2 separate regions of the Hordeum vulgare genome follow, and region 2 is linked to region 1. A link is a contact called in public Hi-C data. All regions are on one chromosome and are shown on one strand. The core of a region is the stretch at or near the end of the contact, and the rest is flanking DNA. Distances in the headings are between cores, read along the strand shown.

The links. Hi-C and Micro-C count contacts between places; a contact is called where the count stands out from the background.
Region 2: a Hi-C map of leaf shows a contact between it and region 1, with 2.8 times the contacts expected there. The contact joins the promoter of LOC123402281 here to the enhancer-like site in region 1. A contact is called at or near these places in 2 of 6 Hi-C or Micro-C datasets (leaf and seedling) and 1 of 1 datasets of contacts at active chromatin or transcription factors (embryo).

Annotation. Positions count from the first base shown.
Region 1 is chr6H:465,340,444-465,344,095 of MorexV3_pseudomolecules_assembly, reverse strand. No RefSeq gene overlaps it. Among protein-coding and RNA genes, the nearest start is that of LOC123401730, 160 kb to the left of the region's middle. Within about 2 kb of position 1,950, at least 1 of the 3 cell types and tissues checked has open chromatin away from gene starts, as enhancers often do. A contact at or near this core is called in leaf, where this site is marked.
Region 2 is chr6H:465,733,170-465,737,044 of MorexV3_pseudomolecules_assembly, reverse strand. It overlaps LOC123402281 (inorganic pyrophosphatase TTM1-like), which reads right to left and starts at 2,437. Exons shown (of 12, transcript XM_045096183.1): 1 at 2,144-2,437; 2 at 1,058-1,437; 3 at 670-784; 4 at 35-230. The coding sequence starts at 1,394.

The sequences.
Region 1 (3,652 bases), core at 701-3,200:
CAAATTTTGGAACATTTTTTGAAATCCAAGAATATTTTTTCAAATAGCAGAACATTTTTTCAAACTCCGAAACATTTTAAAATTCTAAAACATTTTTTTATATTCTGGAACATTTTTTCAAGTTTCTATCATTTTCCAAAGTATGAAACCTTTTTTAAAATTCTAAAACATTTTTTCAATATCCAAATCTTTTTTAAAAATCCAGAACAATTTCAAGAAAGTTCCCAAAATCAGAAAAAACCGGCTGGAAACATCTAAACCGGAAACACTGAAACGGTTAAACAGGCCGGCACAATCCTGAAAATGTCTAGAAGGTTCCTATGCGAAGCTGCAGCATTTTGACGCAACGCACGACAAATAGGGATTTTCCGTCGAACAGAAAATTCCCTATTAACAGGGGCGACATAATGCTGGGCCATCCCACCAAACCGCCGGCTGTTTTGTTTCTTGTCACGAGGACAAAAAATTGATAAAAATCAACAGCGGTTCTAAGGAATTGAACCCGCCACCTCATAATTGATAAAAATCACAACTGTCTATTCCACCACACAGCACCACCTGAACATCAAAGGTCAAAACGCTATAAGAAGACATAATACCGTTGAGGTTTTGGAAGATATTTCTTGGAAATTGCAAGCAATGTTGAAGTCGTGACATAAAGGTGAATATTGTTTGAATTCGTGAACCATTTTTTATGAAAACTTGAACAATTTATGAAAGTGTGAGCAGAAGTTTTTGTAAAACAAAAACATTTTTTGAAAATCCAGAATATTGTTCCAAATTAATTAACCAAAATTAAAAATAGTGATCATTTTTCGAATTGTGAACAAATTGTGATATGGTAAACATTTTTCATTTATGAACAAATTTTGAAACCTGAATAAATTTCAAATTCATGAACAAAATTATAAAATTGTGAACATTTTTTAAATCTGCGAACAAATTTTGAAACCGCACAACTTTTTTGATTTGTAAACAAATTTGTAAACATGAACAAAATTCAAATTAATGAACAATATTGTAAAAGTTTGAACATTTTTCAAATTTGAACGATTTTGGAAACAGAAACGAATGTAAAATTCATGAACAAAATTATAAATTTCTGAACATTTTTCATATATGCGAACAAATTTTGAAACCACAAACATTTTTCGAATTGCGAATAAATTTCAAATTCGTGAAGAAAATTATGAAATGGTGAACCTTTTTAGAATTGTGAACAATTTTTGTAACGTATTTATTTTCAAATTTGGGATTTTTTTATGAAGTTGGAACACTTTTTGAATTGTGAACAAATTTAAAAACCATGAACATTTTACAAATTGTTAACCAATTTTGAAACATGAGAAAATTTCAAATTTGTACACAAAATTACAAAATCATGAACAAATTTTAAAATCGTAAGCATTTTCCTTATTGTGAATGAATTTTCAAACCGTAAATATTTTTCGAATTGTGCACAAATTTTGAAACCGTATTTTTTCCTGAATTATGCCGGGATTTTAAATAAATAAAAAATAAATATAAACAAAAGAAAAGGAAACTGAAAAAGGGGAAATGGGAGAAAAGAAAAAAGGAACAGAAAAAACAGAACAAATAAAAAACCGGTTCTGGGAACCTACTAGAAGTTCTCCAAAACCAAAAAAACTGGCTGGATGTTCCAAAAACCGGAGCGCGTAGGAACGGTTAAACGGACCGGTCCGTTGCCTCGTTGCTCGGTCGCTCTCCTATGCAAAGCGCCGGCAGTTGGATGCAGCAAACGGCAAATAGGGTATTCCAAGCAACCCAGCCATTGCAAGTCTGTAAAAAGATCTTGTTTTCCAAGAGCATTAAAGGCCTAGAATTCGTAGTTCCTATTTGGCGTTTGAGGCGCCAGCTATAGGTCTTCTCGCGAGCGGGCGTTTGGAGCGCACTCCCTCTGCCTCAAGATGGGCCGACCCATTTTGCGTTTTTTCTTATATCTGCTAAAGTGCAAAAAATGGTTCGCAGTACGACAAGCCGAACTCGAGACCAGCATGTTCATCTCGAACTTATGCACAACAGATTCTTTTTTTCTTTTTATACTTTCTCTTGTTTGTGTTTATTTTTTTTATTTTTTTCTTCTTTATTTATTTTTAATAAATGAGCAATTATAAAATGATGAACTGTTTCTTCAAAATAAAAAAATATTTTCAGAAAACCATGAACTTTTCTCGAATTTATGAACTTTTTTGAAAATTTGAGATTTTTAAAAAGCATTGATGACCTTTGTTTTCTAAAACCCACGAACTTATGTTTCAAATCTATTGAAAAGTTTCAAATCGAATGAACTTTTTAAAAAATCTTTGATTTTTTGGGTGAACTTTTTTTCAAATTCATTGAAATTTTAATGAACATTTCTGAAATTTTGTGAATTTTAAATACACTAACATTTTTTCAAATTTCATGAACTTTTTGTCAAATTTATGAACTTTGCTTCATGATTGTGAACTTTTCTTGAAAATCGATGAACCTTTCTCGAAATCTATGAAACATTCAAATTCATGATTTTTTAACCAAATAATTTAGTAAATATTAATTGGTACAATTATGTGCAATAAATAGCGTGCTGACATGGTTATCACTTAATTGGCGTTGTTACCTGTCACTAAAGGCAAGTAGCTCGGGTGGTCAACACAGCTCGTACATTTGTGGAATTGCGCGAGTTTAAAACGCGTAGAGTGCTTTTTTTTTTGCAGATGTTTTGCGTATGATTTCTCTTTTGTTTGCATGGGCCGACTCAACTTGACCCCGTAGTGAGCGCAAGGAGGAGTAATGGGAGATCATGTTTCTCGAATCCTAATGACAAGTATTAAGCATATTAAAGTCATAGCAACATAAATCTCACACGAGGATAGTAGAGATCAAGCATTAACAAATTGACTCGATTACATGACGAATTTCATCCATCTCCATCTACCTCGAGTACGCCTATGATGAGATTACTCACTCCTCATGGTAAACATCAGGATGTTGTTGATGAAGAATGGTTGATGATGAGAAAGATGATGATTTGCCCTCTCCGGAGACCCGAACGAACTCCGGATCACGCATCCCGACAAAGAGTAAGAGGTGACAACGACTCCGCATCATAAAACGCGATGAAACTTTCTCTCTAATTTCTTTCTCAGGAAGACGGTATATCTAGAGGTGAAATTAGGTTAGCTGGAGGCTCATGGAACCCACAAGCTCACTCGGGCACCCTTGAGCTTGTGATTCTCTCGTGCCCCCCTCTAGTAGTTCTTTGCATCAGTATTTTTTATATATTCCAGTATAACTTTGTGTAAAATTTCGTTCAATTCTGAGAACTTTTGTTTTTTCATAAAAAATAATACTATGATAGTTTTGCTGAAAACGATATGAGTGTGGGTTAGTTTCATTTAAATCATGCAAATTATAGCCCAAAAGAAAAACACAAGTGTTTGAAAAAGTAGATAAGACGGGTATGTATCAACTCCCCTAAACTTAACTCACTGCTTGTCCTTAAATAATTCAGTTTATAAACTGAAAGTGATAAAGAAAACTTCTACAAACTTTTTGTTCTTGTTGTTGCATATAAGCTTAGCAGGTAGTCAAGTTTTAAGAAAAGATCGTGAACTAACCGCATATATTATAACCCTTAGAACTTATATTA
Region 2 (3,875 bases), core at 1,188-3,687, 390 kb before region 1:
CAGATATAGATTCAAGTTCAAAAGGTCAAGCAACCGTTTCTGAGATCTGGTGGATTATTTCCTCAGGCTCCTGGCCAGCTCGTTGTATGTCCCTTAGGACTCTCTTCACCAGGTCAAAATGAACACCACCAGTGACAGAAACACGCAGATCCAGTATTGGCCGTAACTTATCACTCAGTGCATATATACCTTCAATAATAACAATCCTGGAGCTAGGGACATCAACTGTTCTGTTGGCCATAAGAAAAAAATATAGTTAGATAAGATTAATCATGGTGAAATATGAGCATAATGGGCTGTTTGGTTCCTAGCCACACTTTGTCAGACCTCAAGTTAGGCAAGCTTGACCAAGTTAGGTGTGTATTTGGTTCTAGCTACACCTAACAGAACATTCCTTTGGTGAGCAATAAGCCCCACATGTCATACACACAAAAAGTGCGGCAAGATTCCCTAAGGCAAGCCAAAATGTGGCTAAGAATTTGAGCATTTCAAGTAATGCAAGTGTTGTGGCAACATGTGGGAAAGTTAGTCACCAACCAAACATGCCCTTAGGTTAATTTATTGTAAAGATGGCAAACTTTTTGAGCACCTCAAGTAAGGCAAGTGTGGCAAGAAAAATCTAGTGCAATAATGTAACGATGGCAAATGATGATGCAAGAATGTTTCTACCTGTATCCAGTCCGGCAACTCGTCTTGAAATCATATATTGGAACCTGAACGGACCTTCCTTCCTTCAGACCATGAATATTTTCCAACAGTGTGTCATAGTCTGTTAGACGTGGATCTGACAAAAAATTACAAATACAAACATCAGTTACTCTAGTTAGCACTTAGCACCACCACTGCCTCGATGAATACAGTTTTGCAAAAACTTACTAATGCTTCCATTATATTAAATCATATGCAATAGTTAAGTTATTGTTACTGCAGAGACATGTGGTTCCAGGTAAAGAACCATAAGATAATGCACAGATTATGTACTGTAAATTATACATATTTCTTATTACATGAATCTTGCTATTATAAAAGAAGTAGTCATCCAGATAAGTTGGGTTACCATCAAAATTGCCATCAACTATGCGACTTGCATCATTGTAGTTGTCCATTGATATCACAGCAACACTGGGCATGAAATTGAGGACCTTCTCGGTAAACACCGTCTTACCAGCCCCAGAGGGGCCAGCAACTCCCACAAATATTATCCCTTCATTGTTCTGCACCAGGAGCTGGATGGCGCGGATCATGACAAAGAAGCCTTTCTCAAAAGACAGTGGCTCTGGAAAGGGGACGATCTCATAGCGGCTTGTGTCCTTCCTTTTCACCAGCTGCACCTGGTCTCGCAGAAGGCCATTCCGCTTCCTTGGCGACTCGGACAGGGAATCACTACGCTCCATTCAAAAGAAGTCTCCAAGACAACTTTAACCTGCAACAAAGAACCTTAAGTATCAAGAGTCAACAATGAGATGCTGAAAGAAATGTTGTGTACCAGAACATAATAAAGGAACTGTAACTGAAATCATCACGTCTCTGGGATTGCTGAATTTCTCACCGTCCCGACAATTGTGCAACTGAAATCTATCAAGAGACAGACAGGACACAGTTAACTAGTCTACTGGTAATCCTTTGCGCACAGGTGAGGGACGACACGAGCACAGCTAACAAGGGACAGGCAGTACATGGACCTTGCAGCCGAACTCTATTACGGGACAGACAGGAGAGGGACCTTGCAACTAGAGGGGGGATGGGCTTCGGGGCCCCGTGCAGGTTACATCAAGGTACTGAAACTTTCCACGTGAATTGTCGTCCACTGAATGACAAGGTACCCAACTCTCGCAGATGGGTAACTAACCTACTACTACCAAACAAACCCGCGAGTAATCCAGGCATGAACCCGCCGCAGAGCTGCAGGGGCGGGCGGGCGGGCCTTAACGTGGGGCGTGTGGGTTCAGTTCCACAAGAATAATTTGAAGGGGCGTGGGGAGGAGCCCACGCTCGAGGAGTCCGTCCCGGGAACCAACCGCGCCGTCCTGTGGGGAGGAGGAGAACCGCGGCGCAATGGGGCGAGGCCGCGATTTTGGCGGCGGCGGCGGGAGGAGAAGCGGGGAGGCCGGAGACGATCGGGAAAATGAGGAGGGTATCTCACCGGAGGGGCGGAGGCGGGGGAGAAGGGCTCCGGTCGCCCCTGTTCTCCGTGTCAGGCGCCGCTGCTCGGCTTCGATCGAGTAGGAGAAGCTGGAGGAAGGAAGGGAGGGGAGGGGGGAGGGGTGTTTTTGGCAGCTGGATGGGAGTTTCGGATCCGGAGCCTGTTTTTTGGGGGCAGAAAGAATGAGAAAAAAACGGGTAGACGATTTCTTTCTAGGTTTCCGTGATTTGTTTCCGCAATCCAGAGAGGAATAGTTTCCTGCCTTTTTTTGCTGCTTCGTTTGTGCTCCTTTAGGGCTCCGCGCAGGCTGGTTTCTATATATGCACTTGATATTTTTGAAGCCTCACAGCGTATGCCAGGCGTCGAACATCAATGGAAATTTTTGTCATGATTGCCGGATATCGCCTGTCCTCGTCTTGCTCCATACACCATCACAGAAATTGCACACGCATGATATTAGAAGTACCTTCCCCATTCATATTATTTGTCTTAGATTTATCTAGATACAAATATAATTAAACATGTTTAAACACATTTAATGTTAGATATATCCGTACGTATACAAATCCAAAATAGGTAATAATATATCGGAGCGAGTATTTTATTTTTATGAATGACATTATTCAAAATATTTTATGTGAGAACTTTCGATTTATTCATCTTTAATCATGATACTACTTTTTCTACAGTTTATCATTATGCAACTTAGGTGGCGAGACCGGGATTAAACTCTTCTATAGTGGCACCACCTTAATATATTCCCTCCATTCAATAATGTAGTGCACGTAGAATTTTTTTAAAGTCAAATTTTACAAACTTTAATCAAGTTTATGGAGAAAATTATGTGTATCTACAACAACAAATATGTAAAAATATAAAATTACATCTTACGATGAATCTAATGATATATGTTTGACATTTTAAATGAAAATATTTTTCTTCACAAACTTGATCAAAATTTGTGAGGTTTGACTTTAACAAAAAATTGCATGCACTACATTATGAAATGGACATATTCCTATGAGCTTGGGGGGAGAGGGCCACGTAGGTACACATGAAGCCCCGCCACTGGATAACGGGGAAGAAATAACCAACTTCCTTCGAAAAGAATTCTAGACAACTAACTCAACTCTTGTAGATGACATATAATTGCATATGTTTGTGAAAATATATGCAAAATCTTGTGGTACAATATGAAATTGTTGAACAAAGTTGAAAATATATATTAATAATCAAGTCAGACGAATGAAATATCAAACTTTGTCTTACCGGGATATCCTTGAGGGTTATGAAAAGATTATTTGTCGTGAGTGTTATGTAAGAGAGTGGCACATGGAGTGATTATGAAGAAAGCAACACCATGAGAGATGATAATAAAGGGGGCGCTATTTTCTTGTATGCTATTAAGCTAAGATGCATCGACCAAAAACTATCAAACTTGCACAATTTGATTAAAAAAAACGATGTGCATTGAAGCATATATGGTCACGACTACACTTGTTGCCATAAGTGTATGCAAACAATTTTTAGTTAAAAAGGCAACGAAAACGACAAATGTTACGTGAAGCGATAAGCCGGTCGTGATGCCTTTCCAGATAGATTTATATGTGGTATGCCGTGTGGTGGATGTGATCACATTCATGAGAAGTAAATTTCAAACCTACTCATCAACAAATCCAGACCATTCAGGTTGGCTTCTTTGGGCGTTGTCATTTAAAAGAATAGCTTTACA